2 separate regions of the Sus scrofa genome follow, and region 1 is linked to region 2. Evidence: chromatin contacts called from public HiChIP or PLAC-seq data. All regions are on one chromosome and are shown on one strand. The core of a region is the stretch at or near the end of the contact, and the rest is flanking DNA. Distances in the headings are between cores, read along the strand shown.

Region 1 (7,034 bases), core at 2,844-5,343, 63 kb after region 2:
GCGAGACGGCGGGGGTCGGGCTTCCTCTTGTACTTGGTTGGCACCGTGTTGGCTGGTTTGCGGCACCTCGGTTGATCCATCCAGCGTGAGACGGACAGACGGCCCAGTACGCCAAGACCCTGCACTGAGAGTTGACCCTGGGCACAGGCTGTGAGGTCCTTGTAGCCTCAGAGAGGCTGAGTGTTGACGTGGAGAAGCCGTGACTTGAGGCCCAGAGCTCAAGCCAGTGCAGGCAAAAGGGAGTGGCCACACCTGGCATCTAGCTGGCAAGGAGGACCGAAGGACAGGCGACTGGTTGCAAAGACCGCTCCAGACCCAGGAGAGTCCGGAGTGGCCAACCGTGCCCACTGGGCCAGGACACCCCAGCCCTGGGGGTCGAGCTGAGTGGGATGCTTGCAACCAGGGAGGGACCGTGACTCAGACCCAGAGCTGGGTTGGCCTGGCCGGAGCCCCTCGAGGGCCCTGTTGGGAGGGCGGCCTGATGCTTCCTGGCTGTGGTTGCCTCCACCTCCTCCTCCTGCGGATCTGTGCCTGTGGGACACCTGGGGGACTTGAGGAAACTGGGAGTCTTTGCTAGATAAGCCAGCGCTTCTGAAGGAAAGGCTATCTGGCCCTGCAGGGCCGCCAAAGGGAGGGCAGGGCTGGCTGGTCCTCCGTCTTGGGGACGGAGGGGGCCGGGCCGCACCGTGGTCACCACACACATTCAGAGGGCCCAGGGGTCTTGTTCTGCAGGGGCCTTTATGGAGCCCTCATGGGTGTAGACACGAGGAGCAGGGCACCCCCCCCACCAATGCTCTCACCTGCTCCGACCTTCAGGCAGGGCACGCTGCTGGCAGAACCCGCCCTGGAAGGCGAGCTTGGTGGGAGTCCCGCCCCACTCGGCACCCGGCCTCCTTCTCTCTTGCTTCATTCGGATCTGAGTCTTGCTCTGAGCTCTCAGGCCTCCCGGCCACCAGTTGTCTATCAGGAAAACACCGCATCCCACGTCCGGCCTCTGGCACATCCCAGGGTGTGACGGCTCCGGCCACAGGCCTGAGGGAAGGGCTTTCACGGGGCCACGTTCCTGGCCCTTTGTCCAGAGCTGGGCCTTCCAGCAGGGCTTGCGCTCCCAGGGGAGACGCTCAGACCCACTGCCCCTCCCCCGCCCCCCCCATCGCCTCTGTTCCTGGCTGGGGACCGACCGCTGATGCCCCTGCCTCTTTTCCTGCCCTCTCCCCCCGTCCCCTCCCCCGCTCTGTCCTTCCAGTGAGTCCCACTGCGGCCACCACGCCAAGAATCACCCGCTCCAACAGCATCCCCACCCACGAGGCGGCCTTCGAGCTGTACAGCGGCTCCCTAATGGGGAGCACCCTGTCCCTGGCCGAGAGACCCAAGGGGATGATTCGGTCGGGATCCTTCCGGGACCCCACGGACGATGGTGAGACCTCATGCCAGCGCGGTTCACGCTCATTCCAGCTCTGCTGGGTCCCCCGGCCCGCCCACCGCTGCCGTCACCACACATGGACAATTCACAGGACATCCAGTTGGGCCATTTCAGCTCTTTCTTCCCATCCCTTTGGAGGGTCTGGGGGCCCCAAAACCTTGGGTGGCTCCGTCTAGCTCGGGGGCAGAGGGGGAACAGCATGGAGGGCTAGATGGCGCTCTGAAGCCACAGCCCTCATCCTCCCAGCTTCAGAGGACAGGGATGCAGAGGTGGCTCTTAAACCCTTAAAAGAATTAGGCATCTCATTCCTCTTTCAAGAAGGTTCCTGGGAGTTCCCCTTGTGGCCCAGCTGGTTAAGAACCTGACATAGTGTCTGCGAGGATGTAGGTTCAATCCCTGGCTTTGCTCAGTGGGTTCAGGATCCCACGTTGCTGTGGCTGTGGTGTAGGCTGACAGCTGCAGTTCCTATTCAACTCCTAGCCCGGAAAATTCCATGTGCCACAGGTGCGGCCTTAAAAAGAAAAAAAAAATGTCTATGGCGTCCCCTGGTGGCCTAGTGGTTGAGGATCTGGCGTTGTCACTGCTGTGGCTCAGGTTCCATCCCTGGCCTGGGAACTTCTGCATGCCAGGGGCACAGCCAAGAAAAAAAAACAATGTTCTGAAGACCAGCTTGAGGTTGGCCTGCTGGGTGTTGGTGCCAGAGCTGAGCCCGGCTTTCTGGGGGTTAGACGTGCGTGACTGTGGGACGCTCATCGCTCATGAGGGTTTGCCTGGCACACGGGCTCTGGTCCTCTCTGTGGGGCTGCTGTTCTGATGCCTGGAGAATCAGAAGGCGTGTTTTGCATTTGGGAGCTTTTTCGTCTGTGTGGTCCCCACTGCAAAGAGGAGGCAGGACCGAGGCTCTGTTCTGAGCAGCTCTGAGGAAAAGCTGCCTCTTCCGCAACAGAAGTGCTTTCCTGAGGGGGGAGGAAGTGACGCCTGACCAGGAGCATGTCCTTCCCCTCCCCCTTAACCCTTGTGCGCCCCCCCCCCCCCCCGGAGCAAGGGAGAGCGGAGAAAGCCGGCTGGAGGAGGCTGGCTCTGCTGGACTGCGCGCGTGCACATGCGCAGCTGGGCCCCCTGTTCGTGCTCGCTCTCTGCAGAATCAGAACCCCAGTCCCGTCCTTAGGGCTCTTCCTGGACCCCTAGCCCTCTGTTAACCCTTCGTGTTCTGCTTCTCTTGCAGTTCACGGCTCAGTGCTGTCCTTGGCCTCCAGCGCCTCCTCTACCTACTCCTCAGTAAGCAAGCCCCTCCATCCCCACACTGCACCCGGGACCCTCCTGGGGGTGGGGGCTCCTGGAGCTTAGAGCACGTGGTGGGCCCTTCTGGACCTCAGTGGCCTCCCCACCACTTCCTGAGCAAGTCTGGTGCCTTCTGAGCCCCTCCTTCGAAAGCGGAGAACAGTCCTTGTAGGGCTGTTCGGTGCCAGCCAGAGGGCAGCGTCCCCAGCCAGGTGACATGAGGGGGGGGGTCTCTCCAGGACTCCAGAGCCCAGCAGTGTGGGGAACCCTCCCAGTGCTCCTGGTGGCCTGGGCCGTGAGGGATGGTTGATCCTGAGGTCCGTTCTGGCCCTAACACCTACGCCTTCAAGTTGATGGCCATAAGGATGAGCTTCAGATCAGCCGGTTTCATCTGCCAGCCTTCTTGGCAGCGACAAGCTCCAGGGAGGGCTTTGTTAAACCGCGGTCTGGGGTCCGAGCCCACCTGTGAGGAGGATCCAGGGCCCGGATGCAGGTCTCAGCCGCTTGGCGTGCCCCAGGCCCCCTCCCTTGAGCTCTGTGCGCTGCCTTCTCCACGGTAACCGCCTCTCTCCCCCTCTGTGCTCCCTGCTTCAGGCTGAGGAGAGGATGCAGTCCGAGGTAGGGAGCCAGCTGTTGTCTCTGCTTGTCGCCATCACCGCCCCCGTCGCCTTCCAGAGCTTACACTTCTTCCGCCACCGTCAGTTCGTATCCCCTTCCTTTCACAGCAAATCCGGAAGCTGCGGAGGGAACTGGAATCGTCCCAGGAAAAAGTGGCCACCTTGACGTCCCAGCTTTCGGCCAACGTGAGTGCCCAAAAGCAGGGCAGCTGGTTGGGCCCCAAATTAGGGACGTTCAGCCAGAGGAGAACCGGCTGCTTCGGCGTCCTGTGGGCTTTGATCCCAGGGGAACAGAGGATTTGGGGATTGGCGCGTCTTCCCCGGAGCCCCGATGTTTAGGAAGCACCATTTTTACCCCCACCCTAATTCACAGGTGTGGGTGAAGTCACGTCCAGTGGCCTTTGAGCGTCTGGGTTCTCAGTGGTTCTGGGTGGAGGTGACAGAATTAGTTATGGGTTAGTATTATCCATCCCCAGAACCCTCTGCCTCTGCCCAGGGGTACATTCGTGCCTTTGTCATACCCACGTGTCCGGACAGGCACAGGCACAGAGCTGGGTGTTGGAGCCCCGTCTGGCCCCTGTGACGGGGCGTAGGGGCCCGGCCCCACCTCCCCGGCCCCTTGGCCCTCACTTCAAGTGGGGGCCAGCATGCTTTGTGGCTGTCTTCACTGAGAAGGAGTTTCTTCTTGGTGGCCTCTCCGCCCCACGGGATGGGGAGACATGAAGCTGCCTCCCCGACGAGGCGGCAAACAGGACATAGGAGCCCTTTTCCCCCAAAGCTGTAAACAACAGCTGAGCCGGATCTGCTGGCGCTGGCTCTCCAAGTGTTTGCACAAAGTAACCATGTCTGCAGCTTCCGCAGGCCTTTCTGGCTTTCTTCTCTCCCCTTCCTCCCTGGGGGGCCCAGCTGTCAGGCCTGGTCCCCAGCCCAGACTCAGGTAGCATTTCCACTGTATTTCAGCAGCAGTTTCCTCACCACAGTGGTTCTTCTCTTTCCCCCAAACTCTCATTTGTACACTTATCAGCTTGTATGAAGTTCACCCCAAGTCCTTAAAACTACGATTGGGGACCTATAAGAATTGTAATCGAGTCAAGATACATCTTTTCTCTCCCTGTGCCCCACCCCCAAGGCTGGGAAATTGGGAGGCGGAGTGAGGGGGGCAGAGGCCCCCCCCCCGACTCATTTGCACTCAGCCTCCTGCTGGTGAGACTGGGCGGGAGCCCAGAGGATGGGTTCAAGGGTGACTCTCTTAGGACAGGAAGAGAACAGGCTGAACCCGCAGACCCGCTGGCCTGGATTTTGGATGCAGGCTTTGACTGAGGGTCAGAGCCCTGCCTCCAAGCCGGGGCTGCAGCGCAAGGACCCCCACTTGTTCTCAGGATCCTTGACTGCAGACCTTGTGCCCTGTTCCCCGGACTCCCCAGCTGTCCGCCCTGGGGCACCTTCCAACCCCTACCCCAGATGCCAGCCTCCTTCCAGCACCTCGGCCAAGCCCTGAGGTCATCCAGGCCCCTCTGGGGCTGGGGGTGGTGGTGGCAGCACCCCCAGAGGAGGGGGAGCCCACTCGGCAGGAGGCCAGCACGGAAAAGCCCTCAAGAAGGGGGTGACCTGAGGCCAAGAAGGCACGGACTCCCTGGACCAGAGACGCCTCCCTCAAGCTGTGTCCCCAGGGTGGTGGTTGGAAACTGGAGTTGGCCACAGGGAGGCAGAACCTCTGGGGACGGGAAGCAGTGGGGTCACAGTGTCCCTCACTTGCTGGGTCACCGTCTGCTTGGTGCCCTCACTGATGGCTGTTCCTCCTTCTGAGCACGCATCTGCCTCTCTGGTCCCAAGCCGATAGAGCTGGATGGAGCTCCAGCCCACCTTCCCCTACCTCCCCCAGGTCCCTGGGGCGGCTCTCGAGGCAGGCCCGCCACCTAGTGTCCAGACTGCAGAATTGCTCTGAATCCTCCGCCCCCCCCCCCCCCCGCACCCACAGCTGCTCCAGCCCCCCAAAAGGAGCCCCAGGAAATGGTCAGGGAAGGAGCTTCAAAACACAATACGATTGAGAACCGAGGTCCCTGGGTGCAAGGGGGGCGATATGCCACACCCTTTCCATGGGGGTGGGGTGATGGAGCCCTGAGGCCAGCCCACAGGTAACAGCCACAGCCCCAGGGGGGATGGCCTTCCCTCGGAGCAGAGGGGCCATCCCACCCCCTGCCAGCCATGGGGCCAGGTCTCCAGAGCCTCCAAAGACCTGCCCCGCCCTGATGCAGTCTAGGCCACCTCACTGTTGGAGAAGCTGAGCCCCAGGAATTCCCTTCAGGCCAGAAAGGGAAATTCGTGTTCCGAAGCCACTAAGAGGCTGGCTGTCCTTGGTCAGCTCTGAGACCCAGGATGCCAGCTCTGTCCTTCCCCAGACTAGGGCAGCTGGGGAACCTCCATGGGCCTTTGTTTCAGGCCAACCTAGTGGCAGCTTTTGAGCAGAGCCTGGTGAACATGACGTCACGCCTACGGCACCTGGCAGAGACGGCCGAGGAGAAGGTGAGAGCCAGGGCAGAGGGGGGACAGGCCAGGCTCCCTCCCCTTCTGTCGCCCTGAGTCCTCCATCTGCCCAGCTGGCCGCTTCCCCACCCTTCTCTATCAGACCCAGGGGGCCCCAGGGCCCAGCCCTTGCTGGGCTTGGAGGGGATGCTCCCAACCCCAGACAGCGAGGCACCTTGGTTTCCCTCTCAGGACACTGAGCTGCTGGACCTACGAGAAACCATAGACTTTCTGAAGAAGAAGAACTCAGAGGCCCAGGCCGTCATTCAGGGAGCTCTCAACGCCTCAGAAGCCACGCCCAAAGGTAGGCCCTCTGGCCACAGGCCCAGGGGAAGGGGTGTTATTGCAGGCTTTGCTCGGTGCCCAGGGCGCCAGTCCCACATCAGATTTCTAGGAGGCGAGGGTCCTTTCATGGTCAAGGAGGAGCGGCCAGAACTCACCCCCACCAAAGCCATAGCCCAAGAGCCGTCCAAGACAGTCGTTAAAATGGCACTTGACTCTTACAAACTCAAGGTACCCTGCAGACGACCCAGCAGTCATGCTCCCGGGTGTTTGCCCAAAGGAGCGGAAATGTCACATCCCCGTAAAAACCTAGACATGGATTTTTTTTTTTTGGCTTTTTGTCTTTTCTAGGGCCACTCCCTCGGCCTATGGAGGTTCCCAGGTTAGGGTTCTAATCAGAGCTGTAGCCGCTGGCCTTTGCCACAGCCACAGCAATGTGGGATCCCAGCTGCGTCTGCGACCTACACCACAGCTCACGGCAACGTCGGATCCTTAACCCGCTGAGCGAGGCCAGGGCTCGAACCCGCAACCTCATGGTTCCTAGTCGGATGTGTGAACCACTGAGCCACGACAGGAACTCCTGGACGTGGATGTTTAGAGCAGCTTTGTTCACAGTCGTCAAAGCTCAGAAGCAGCCCGGATGTCCTTCAGTAGGTGAACGGATGGATAAACTGCCATAGCCAGGCAACGACATGTCACAGGGCATAAGGAAACGAGTCCTCAAGCTAGGAAAAGATACATGGGTAAATGTCCATCGCTAAGTGCAAGGAGCCCATCAGAAAAGGTGGTGCCTATTGTGCGGTTCCCACTGTGCGACATTCCCGAAAAGACAGGACTCCGGGGATGAAGAAAGGATTGCAGTAGTCGGGGGAGGGGAGGGACGAGCAGGCGGGACGTGGACGCTTAGG
Region 2 (7,723 bases), core at 4,627-7,126:
AGAGGGTCCAGACAGGAGCCTGAGGGCAGAGCTCTTGGGCGCCTCTGCCAGCATCCCTGGGTCCCCGACGCTCCCTCTCAGGGAGGCTTTGGGGGATCTGCTTCCATTCCGCGACCTGGGTCCCAAGGTCAAGGACAAGTCTTGGGGCAGGGCTGACTGAGGTTTCTGCCCAAAGCCTGTCCCATCCGTTTTCCGCCTGGACTGGTGGAGGGAGGAGAAAGTTCCTGAGCCCTTCCTTCTTGCTCGTGCCCTTGGTTTGGGGTGTTTTCAGCCTGGGAGGTGGTGGGTACATTTCTGCTCTAGTTGAGTCTTCTCCAAGCTAGCATGCGCCCCTCACCTCCTGGGGATGTGGTCGCCCTGCACCTCTTGGCCCCTCACCTCCTGGGGATGCGGTCGCCCTGCACCTCCCGGCCCCTCACCTCCTGGGGATGCGGTCGCCCTGCACCTACCTCATCCAGCTCCTCCTCTTCTCCCCCTAGACCCAGAGTCCCAGAGGAAGAGGACAGTGCAGAATGTTCTGGATCTCCGACAGAACTTGGAAGAGACCATGTCCAGCCTGCGAGGGTCCCAGGTGACTCACAGGTGAGAGCGAGCTGCCCCCTTTCCCTCCATTGTGGAGAGCAGGGCCCATGACCTTGGCCCAGGCATTCGAGGTTGGCAGCCATGCACAGACACTCACCGTGGAGGCAGAGCTCCGGGTGGGGGCTCCCGCCACATCCACACGTCGGCAGGGGCAGCATGGCCTTGCCTGGTGTCTGCTTCTGCTTGAGAATTAGATTCTGTGTAATTAGGTTGGAGCATCATTGGAAGTGGGATGGGCAGCAGAAGCCACCGCAGGGCTCAGGGTGTGCCCATCCACGCCCTCCCCGCTGCTTTGCCTCACCATCGCCAGGAGCTGTTCCCTCCCTTCCTCTTCCGCTTCTGAAGCCTCTACTGTGCCCTTCCCGACACCCAGGGTCGTTCTTGCCCCTTCAGCCGGTGGCCACACAGTGGCCTGCATTCCACGCCACGTGGACGCCCCTCCACCTGCTCCTCGAGGCACCTGGGCTCTGGCCGCCGGGCGGGGTGCTCAGCCCTCCCATGGCACCTCTCCTACACCGGCATCCTGGCCGCAGGCTCTGCGTGACTCAAAGTTTCCCCACTGGCTCCTCGGGCTGCCCGGATGAGCTCATGCTGTCAGCTCCAAGGGGGACGGAAGGCTGGGCTACACCCTGGGGGTGGAGGGGAGCAAACCGCCAGGATTGAGAAATCCTGGGGGGCGTAGAGCAGGAAGGCTGAGAGAGGGGGACAGGCAGCCTCTCCAGCTGGACTGGAAGTCGGTTCCTCCCCGCCTCCTGGGGTTGGAAAATGAGAACAAAGTTGGGATACAGGGGCAAGGGGAAAGGGCTTTTCATAGCCCAAGTGTGTGGCCAAGTGAAGTCCAGACTAAAGTTGCATACCTCCAGTGACAGAGAGCTCATCACCTCTCAGCCCTCCTCTCCTTGTGGAGGTGGCGGGGGGTGGGAGGGATGGTTATGAAGCAGAGCTGAAATCAGGCCTCAGGGGCTCCTCCACCCCCACGTCGCCTCGCCTTCATTTCTCCATCCTTCACAGCCCTGAGTGGGAATCCAAGTGGGACAGAGGTCTGGCTCGGCCTGGCTCACCATTTCAGGGTCACAGCAGATCAAATCTTGAACGTCCTCCTCCCCCAGCCAGGGAAGGCGTTGGAACAGGGCTCAGCACCAGCTCACCCACCAGCCCCGTGCCAAGAAGGTACCAAGTGCTTGGTTCCTGTGAGGGCCACGCCCAAAGTGACTCACCCACGGGCAAGAACAGAAGCAGCAGCCTGGCCTCCTGTTCCCCTGCCTCCCAGCCCCCAGCCTCCCACGTTAAGGCAGCCTGACCTCAGGCAGACTCTGCTTTCTGCTTGGCCGGGGCGGAGTGGGAAGACGGAGGCCAGAAGCCGTTTGCTTGAGGTTGACTGGCTTGCAGGGAGCGCCTCTGGCCTCTGGCTTCTCTCTCCCCTTATGGGAGGAACCCAGAGCCCTGAAGCTGGTTTTTCTGTTTACTCTGGACCCAGGGCCACTTCCTCTCTTGGCCTTTGGTTTAGATTACTCCTGGTCCACACTTTGGTAGCCAGAACAATGACTCCCTTAGTTTGTATGGCTCATTTATTGATGAAAGTGTGCTTTCTATCAGTCGGCCCTTCCTTCTGCCCTGGGAGGAGTGGACAGGATGTGTACACATCCCCTGAGTCGGAGAAAGAGCCGTGGGAGGCCGGGGGAAGGGGTCACATGCTGGAGTCACACAGACCAATCGGGGTGGCTTCTGCATCCAGCGAGCTTAGAGCCCAGCCGGCTGTGCACAGGCGCCGTGCTGGACAAACCCAGCCTCCATCCCGGAGGAGCCTGTGGTCCAGTAAGGCTACTGCCACGCTGGAGCTCACAGGCTGAGCCTAGATTCAGTTCCTTTTTGGAAACCTTACCTCCAGCCCTGCTTCCTCTGTTTCTCTGACTGGTTCCCCCAGCAAGGAGAGAGGCTGGGCTAGCGGGCTGGGGCGGGAGAGGAAACGGAATCCCCCTGCCACTGCATCATGCCCTCTACCCCAACAGTGTCCTCCCCAGAGAGTTGCAAGGTGGAAGGGCTGAATCCAGGACCCAAGTTTGGGCTAGAATGTCCTTTGCCTACTCAAAGGGGTCTAGAGGTGCAGCTGGGAATAAAGACAGGCAGCGAGCTGGAGTGGTACCTATAGGGCAGAACGCTGAACAGGCTGCCTGCCAGGACCAGTGGGCGAGGCAAGGGCCTGCCCCACCCCTGTGGCTTGAGCACCAGGTACCCACCTGGCACTGTGCAGACTTCGATACGGGGGAGGGGGGTGTGACACAGGCCACCACGCAGGACCAGGGGCTCGCCTTCAGGGAACCTCCATCCTCTCCCAGGGCTGCAGTAAGCAGAACAGGGTGTGACACAAGGGACAGACAGAATGGCCCAAGGGGAGAAGCTGGAGGAGAAAAACCATTTTCTCACCATTGGTAGAGACAGTTTTGGAGGATTTGGGGCCCTTTAAGGAACTTTACAAAAACAGGAATAGAAAAAGCAGTGTCCCAGACCCATCTGACCCCCTAGAGTGACTAAAAATGGATGTCTTCGCAGAGTTAAGGTTCCAGTGCTTTGCGTAACACATGTTGCCTCCCCCCCACACCCCCGTGCCCAGCTTTCTTGGCCCCCAGATCCCATGTCGAGAATCAGCTCCGTCTGGCTTTATTCAGGCCCAGCCACTGAGACCCTCCCTATGGTTGATTTGGGCTGGGTGGGATTGTGGGGTTCTGAGTGGCCTGTCCAAGTAGACCCCACTCTGCTTTCTCCTCTGCAGCCCCTGTGGCCCTGGGGAACAAAGGACACCTCGCTCTAGAGGCCCGGACCCCTGGACTCTGGCTGTCCAGCACTAAGCTGCCTCCCTGCCCTGGCCCAGTAGGGCCTGAGGCTTGGGGCTCCAATGGCCATTTCCCCATGACTTCTCCTCTGTCCACTCAAGGCTGCTCTGTCCTCTGCCGAGGTCCTGCTGCTTCTTCTGATGCCCCTGCCTTGGCTGGCACTAGGCTTAGGATACCTGCCGCACATCTCATCAAGTTCCCAAAGCTGGAGTTCCCCTTGTGGCTTAGGGGTTAGCGAACCCGACTAGTGTCCATGAGGATGCGGGTTTGATCCCTGGCCTTGCTCAGTGGGTAAAGGATCTCGCATTGCCGTGAGTTGGCATGTAGGTTGCAGACATGGCTTGGATCCCTTGTTGTAGCAGTGGCGTAGGCTGGCAGCTACAGTTACCACTGGACCCCTAGCCTGGGAACCTCCATATGCTGTGGGTGTGGCCCTAAAAGACAAAAAAAACAAAGTCAATTTCCCAAAGCTTAACCTTCGCGCTCTGTGCCCCTCTGCTGACTGCGATCCAGTTAGGGAAGCAACCAGCCCTGAACTGACAAACGAGATGGTAGACGGCCTGAACAAAACAGATGATCAAGGCCCTTCACACTCCCGCGGCTCCCCCAGCTCTCACTGGCCCCTTCCCATTTATTGAGCACCTTCTGTATACCAGGCACTGTGTTAGGTCTTGCACATGTGGTGCTTACAACTCTATGTATGATCAAGTAGCTGTTAATGCTTTTGCCCCCATTTTACAGATGAGGAGATGGAGGCTTAGTGAGGTTTCTGATTTTCTTCTGGCTTGCTGACCAGTAAAGGTAGAAAAAGATTTAAACCTGGGTCACAGTACAGAATCTGTGCCCCTGCAGTGTACCAGTTTCCTTCCCTAGTGCTAACCATCATCTTCCTTTGACAGCCTGAGCGGACGTATCCCGGGTGACCTACACGGAAAGGGAACTCAGGCTCGTGGACAGAGGTGGGGGGCGTGAGAGCGGGTGGCCGTTTGAGGACGGGGGTCACAGTGGGTGCAGGGCTGGGGTTAACCAGTGTGCTTCTGCCCGCCCAGCTCCCTGGAGATGACCTGCTACGACAGTGACGACGCCAACCCCCGCAGCGTGTCCAGCCTGTCTAACCGCTCGTCACCCCTCTCCTGGCGCTACGGCCAGTCCAGCCCGCGGCTGCAGGCCGGGGACGCGCCGTCGGTGGGCGGGAGCTGCCGCTCCGAGGGGCCGCCCGCCTGGTACATGCACGGGGAGCGCGCGCACTACTCGCACACGATGCCCATGCGCTCCCCCAGCAAGCTCGGCCACATCTCGCGCCTGGAGCTGGTCGAGTCCCTGGACTCGGACGACGTGGACCTCAAGTCCGGCTACATGAGCGACAGCGACCTCATGGGCAAGACCATGACGGAGGACGACGACATCACCACCGGGTAGGGGCGGCTCCTGGGCAGCCAGGAGAGGCGGGGTGGACAATCCAGGTCGTGGGACGCCGGAAGGGCACATGGACCCTGGGGAGGATAAGGGGACTGCGGACAGTCTAGCGTGCGGACGCTGAAAGGGTGGGTGTCCTCTCGCCTGGGGAGGGTACTGCGCTGTGACAAGGACAGCATGCGGGGCTTCGCCTGCTGGTCTCGTAGCCGGTGATGTTGGGGGTGGGTGGGTATGGAGCCGACATCTGAGGAGCTGATTGGTCAGCGAAGATGCCCTTCTCATTGGCCCGCTTGGCTGTCATTCTCTGGCGCGCCCCGCCCTCCTCCTGGTCTTCTCTGGGAGCCGCAGGTGGCTCTGGTCTTTCAGGATCCTTGTGCTTCTCGGTGGGCGTCAGGCAGTCAGATCCCTTCCCTGTTTGAAAATGAGGGTGACAGGGCCCTGTTCCCTTGAGGGGCTGCTGGAAGTGAGGCTGAGAGCGTGTGTGTTGGAAGCGCTGGAGAGCCAAGCGCAGTAGTCGCTCTGCTTACGCCGGGTCCCAGCCCCTGGCCCCACCCCAGCTTTGGCCCCGGCTCTCCTCTGGTTTCTTCCTCGCAAGCTTCTGACAACGCAGTAATTTCCGAGTCCCAACCCCAGTGTATCAAACCTTTCTTTGCTGTCTTCCACTTTTCCTTTTCTGCCCCAGTTGACAGCGTTGGGTTTGTGGAGCCATTGGACCTAGGGGACATAGGGACAGTCTGGGAAGTGAGAAGAGGAGACAGGAGGAGGGAAGTGCTGGGGCTTAGGAGTCCAAGCCCTGAGGCTGGAGTGCTGCACTGCTCCTGGAAGCCCTGGGGCATCTCTCCCCTGAGCCACCCCAACTCCCTTCCTTGGTTTGCAGAGCCTCCAAGGGACCACGTAGTGCCTCCCCCCACCCCATCCCCCTGGAACAGTGCAAACTGGGAGAGTGGGAAGGAGCCGAGCTCCAGGCCGGCCACTGCTCTCCACCCGGAGCTGTACTGGGAGGACCGGGCGGGCCTGTCCAGCTGACAGGCTGCTCTGGAGCAAAACAACTGACTCATGAATGGGGTTGTTTACTGCCTCTCAGTCCCAGGGGCCGGCCGACCTCAGGCTTAAACCCACCAGCCGGGCTCGGCTGGAGACCAGGCAGGCATCCAGCTCCTCAGGACAGAGGCTGTGCAGGGCGGGCCGAGAGCCTCTGTGGCCGATGGCCTCTCTCTCTTCTCTGATCTCCTCTGAGGTATCAGGTCCTGCCCTCCAAGAGCACCCAGCTGGACAGGGCAGCGGCACCACCCTGGGTACCAAGGGGTCTGAAAGTCCCCTGTGTGGGAAGGCCTGGGGCTGCCTTTCAAGGGCCCCAGACCAGGCAGAGGGAGGTGAGAGCTGGCGCTGCCCCCTTCCCCAGTGGCCACACCAGAAAACTCCACGGGCAGGACTCCCACTTTTGGGGGGACCCCAGGCTGAGGTGGTGGCCGGACCTGTGGCACCTGACCGGTGTGTGAGCTGGAGCATGTCCGCCCATCCAGGCTTGGCTCTGTCTTTGCTCTTTGTAAACGCTCTGTGGAGTGTTTGCTGTCATCTGTAATTGCTGTTACTACTGCTGTTATGGTTAGAATCCCCCCAGAGCAGGCGAGGGACTCCTGCCCTCCCAGGGTCCCAGCCCTGCCCTCAGACATGGGCAGTCTAGCTGAGCACCATTAGAACCCGCAGCAGGGACAGACATGGTGGCAGCTGGCCAGTCTTGGGGACATAGATCCAGGAGGGTAGGGGTCAGGAGTGCTGGGAGGGGTGGGAAAGACACCCGATACCCACCCTCTGGACAGTGAATCAGTGCCAGAGCCGAGCATGCTAGGCTGCCAGGAACCAGCCCTAAGCCTGAGGAGCCTGGAGATCAAGGGGGGGGCTAGAGAACAGAGAGTGGGCCTGGTGATGCCTAAGGGGGCCTCCCTTCGAACCGCGGTGCTGGTTCCAAGGTCCCTTCACAGGCGTTTTTACGGTCAGTCTGCCATTAACGGCAACTCTCACCACCCCAGTTTTAAGGGGTCTCAGGCAGTAGCTCCCCGCCAGGACCATAAACACAGCCATTCTTAAAGGGGCTTAGGAGTCGAGGGGAACCGATTTTAATCCCCAGTAATTTTAATGTAAACAGTTACTCCTCAATTATGTGTTTTCCTGGCTGAGTGTCGTGTGTTTTCACTAGAAGCCAGGCCTCCTAGGTGCCAGCAAAGCTTGAGGAAACCTGCAAACCAGGACACACGTGCCCAGCCTCCCACAGGCCTCCCAAAACCTGGATGGAAACCAGGTTTTGTCATTTTAAAAAATGTCGCCCTCTTGGGAGTTCCCGTCGTGGCTTAGTGGACACGAATCTGACTGGCATGCATGAGGATGCAGGTTCGATCCCTGGCCTTGCTCAGTGGATTAAGGATCTGGCATTGCCGTCAGCTGTGGTGGAGCTCCCACCAATGCGGCTTGGATCCCGCTTTGCTGTGGCTCTGATGTAGGTCAGCAGCTATAGCTCCGACTTGACTGATTCGACCCTTAGTCTGGGAACTTCCACAGGCCGAGGGTGCGGCCTTAAAAAAGCAAAAATTAAAAACGTCCCACTCTTGAGAAAACCGCTTTTCCTATGCCTACAACAGGAAGGGCTGTTCCCTTCTCACCGGCCAGGGACACCCAGCCACCCCCGTCAGCCACTGCCACTGGCCGCTCGCTTCCTGCCTGTCAGGGTGCCCAGCACATGGCCAGCAGGACAGGTGAGGCTGACAGACGTGGTTCCCACGCGCCATCCAGGTGAGCCACAAAGGGTGGAGGTGACCGGAGGCTTTCTGGGTGCTCTGGATTATCTGCGGGGGGCTCTCCCCAAACCGTGTTCTGTCCCCGACAGCCCTCCCCGCTCC

The links. HiChIP or PLAC-seq counts read pairs in DNA pulled down with a chosen protein or histone mark.
Region 1: an H3K27ac HiChIP or PLAC-seq map of skeletal muscle shows a contact between it and region 2, with 6 times the contacts expected there. The contact joins two enhancer-like sites. A contact is called at or near these places in 1 of 5 promoter capture datasets (liver), 21 of 47 Hi-C or Micro-C datasets (adipose tissue, alveolar macrophages, brain and 13 more) and 2 of 2 datasets of contacts at active chromatin or transcription factors (alveolar macrophages and skeletal muscle).

What each region holds. Positions count from the first base shown.
Region 1 is chr10:24,078,863-24,085,896 of Sscrofa11.1, forward strand. It overlaps NAV1 (neuron navigator 1), which reads left to right. Exons shown (of 31, transcript XM_021064517.1): 13 at 2,649-2,701; 14 at 3,430-3,507; 15 at 5,761-5,844; 16 at 6,037-6,148. Among named protein-coding and RNA genes, the nearest start is that of IPO9, 28 kb to the right of the region's middle. Within about 2 kb of position 4,094, at least 19 of the 83 cell types and tissues checked have an H3K27ac peak or open chromatin away from gene starts, as enhancers often do. A contact at or near this core is called in adipose tissue, fetal skeletal muscle, mesenteric adipose tissue and 3 more, where this site is marked.
Region 2 is chr10:24,013,820-24,021,542 of Sscrofa11.1, forward strand. It overlaps NAV1 (neuron navigator 1), which reads left to right. Exons shown (of 31, transcript XM_021064517.1): 5 at 480-582; 6 at 4,463-4,828. Among named protein-coding and RNA genes, the nearest start is that of IPO9, 92 kb to the right of the region's middle. Within about 2 kb of position 5,877, at least 40 of the 83 cell types and tissues checked have an H3K27ac peak or open chromatin away from gene starts, as enhancers often do. A contact at or near this core is called in adipose tissue, fetal skeletal muscle, mesenteric adipose tissue and 3 more, where this site is marked.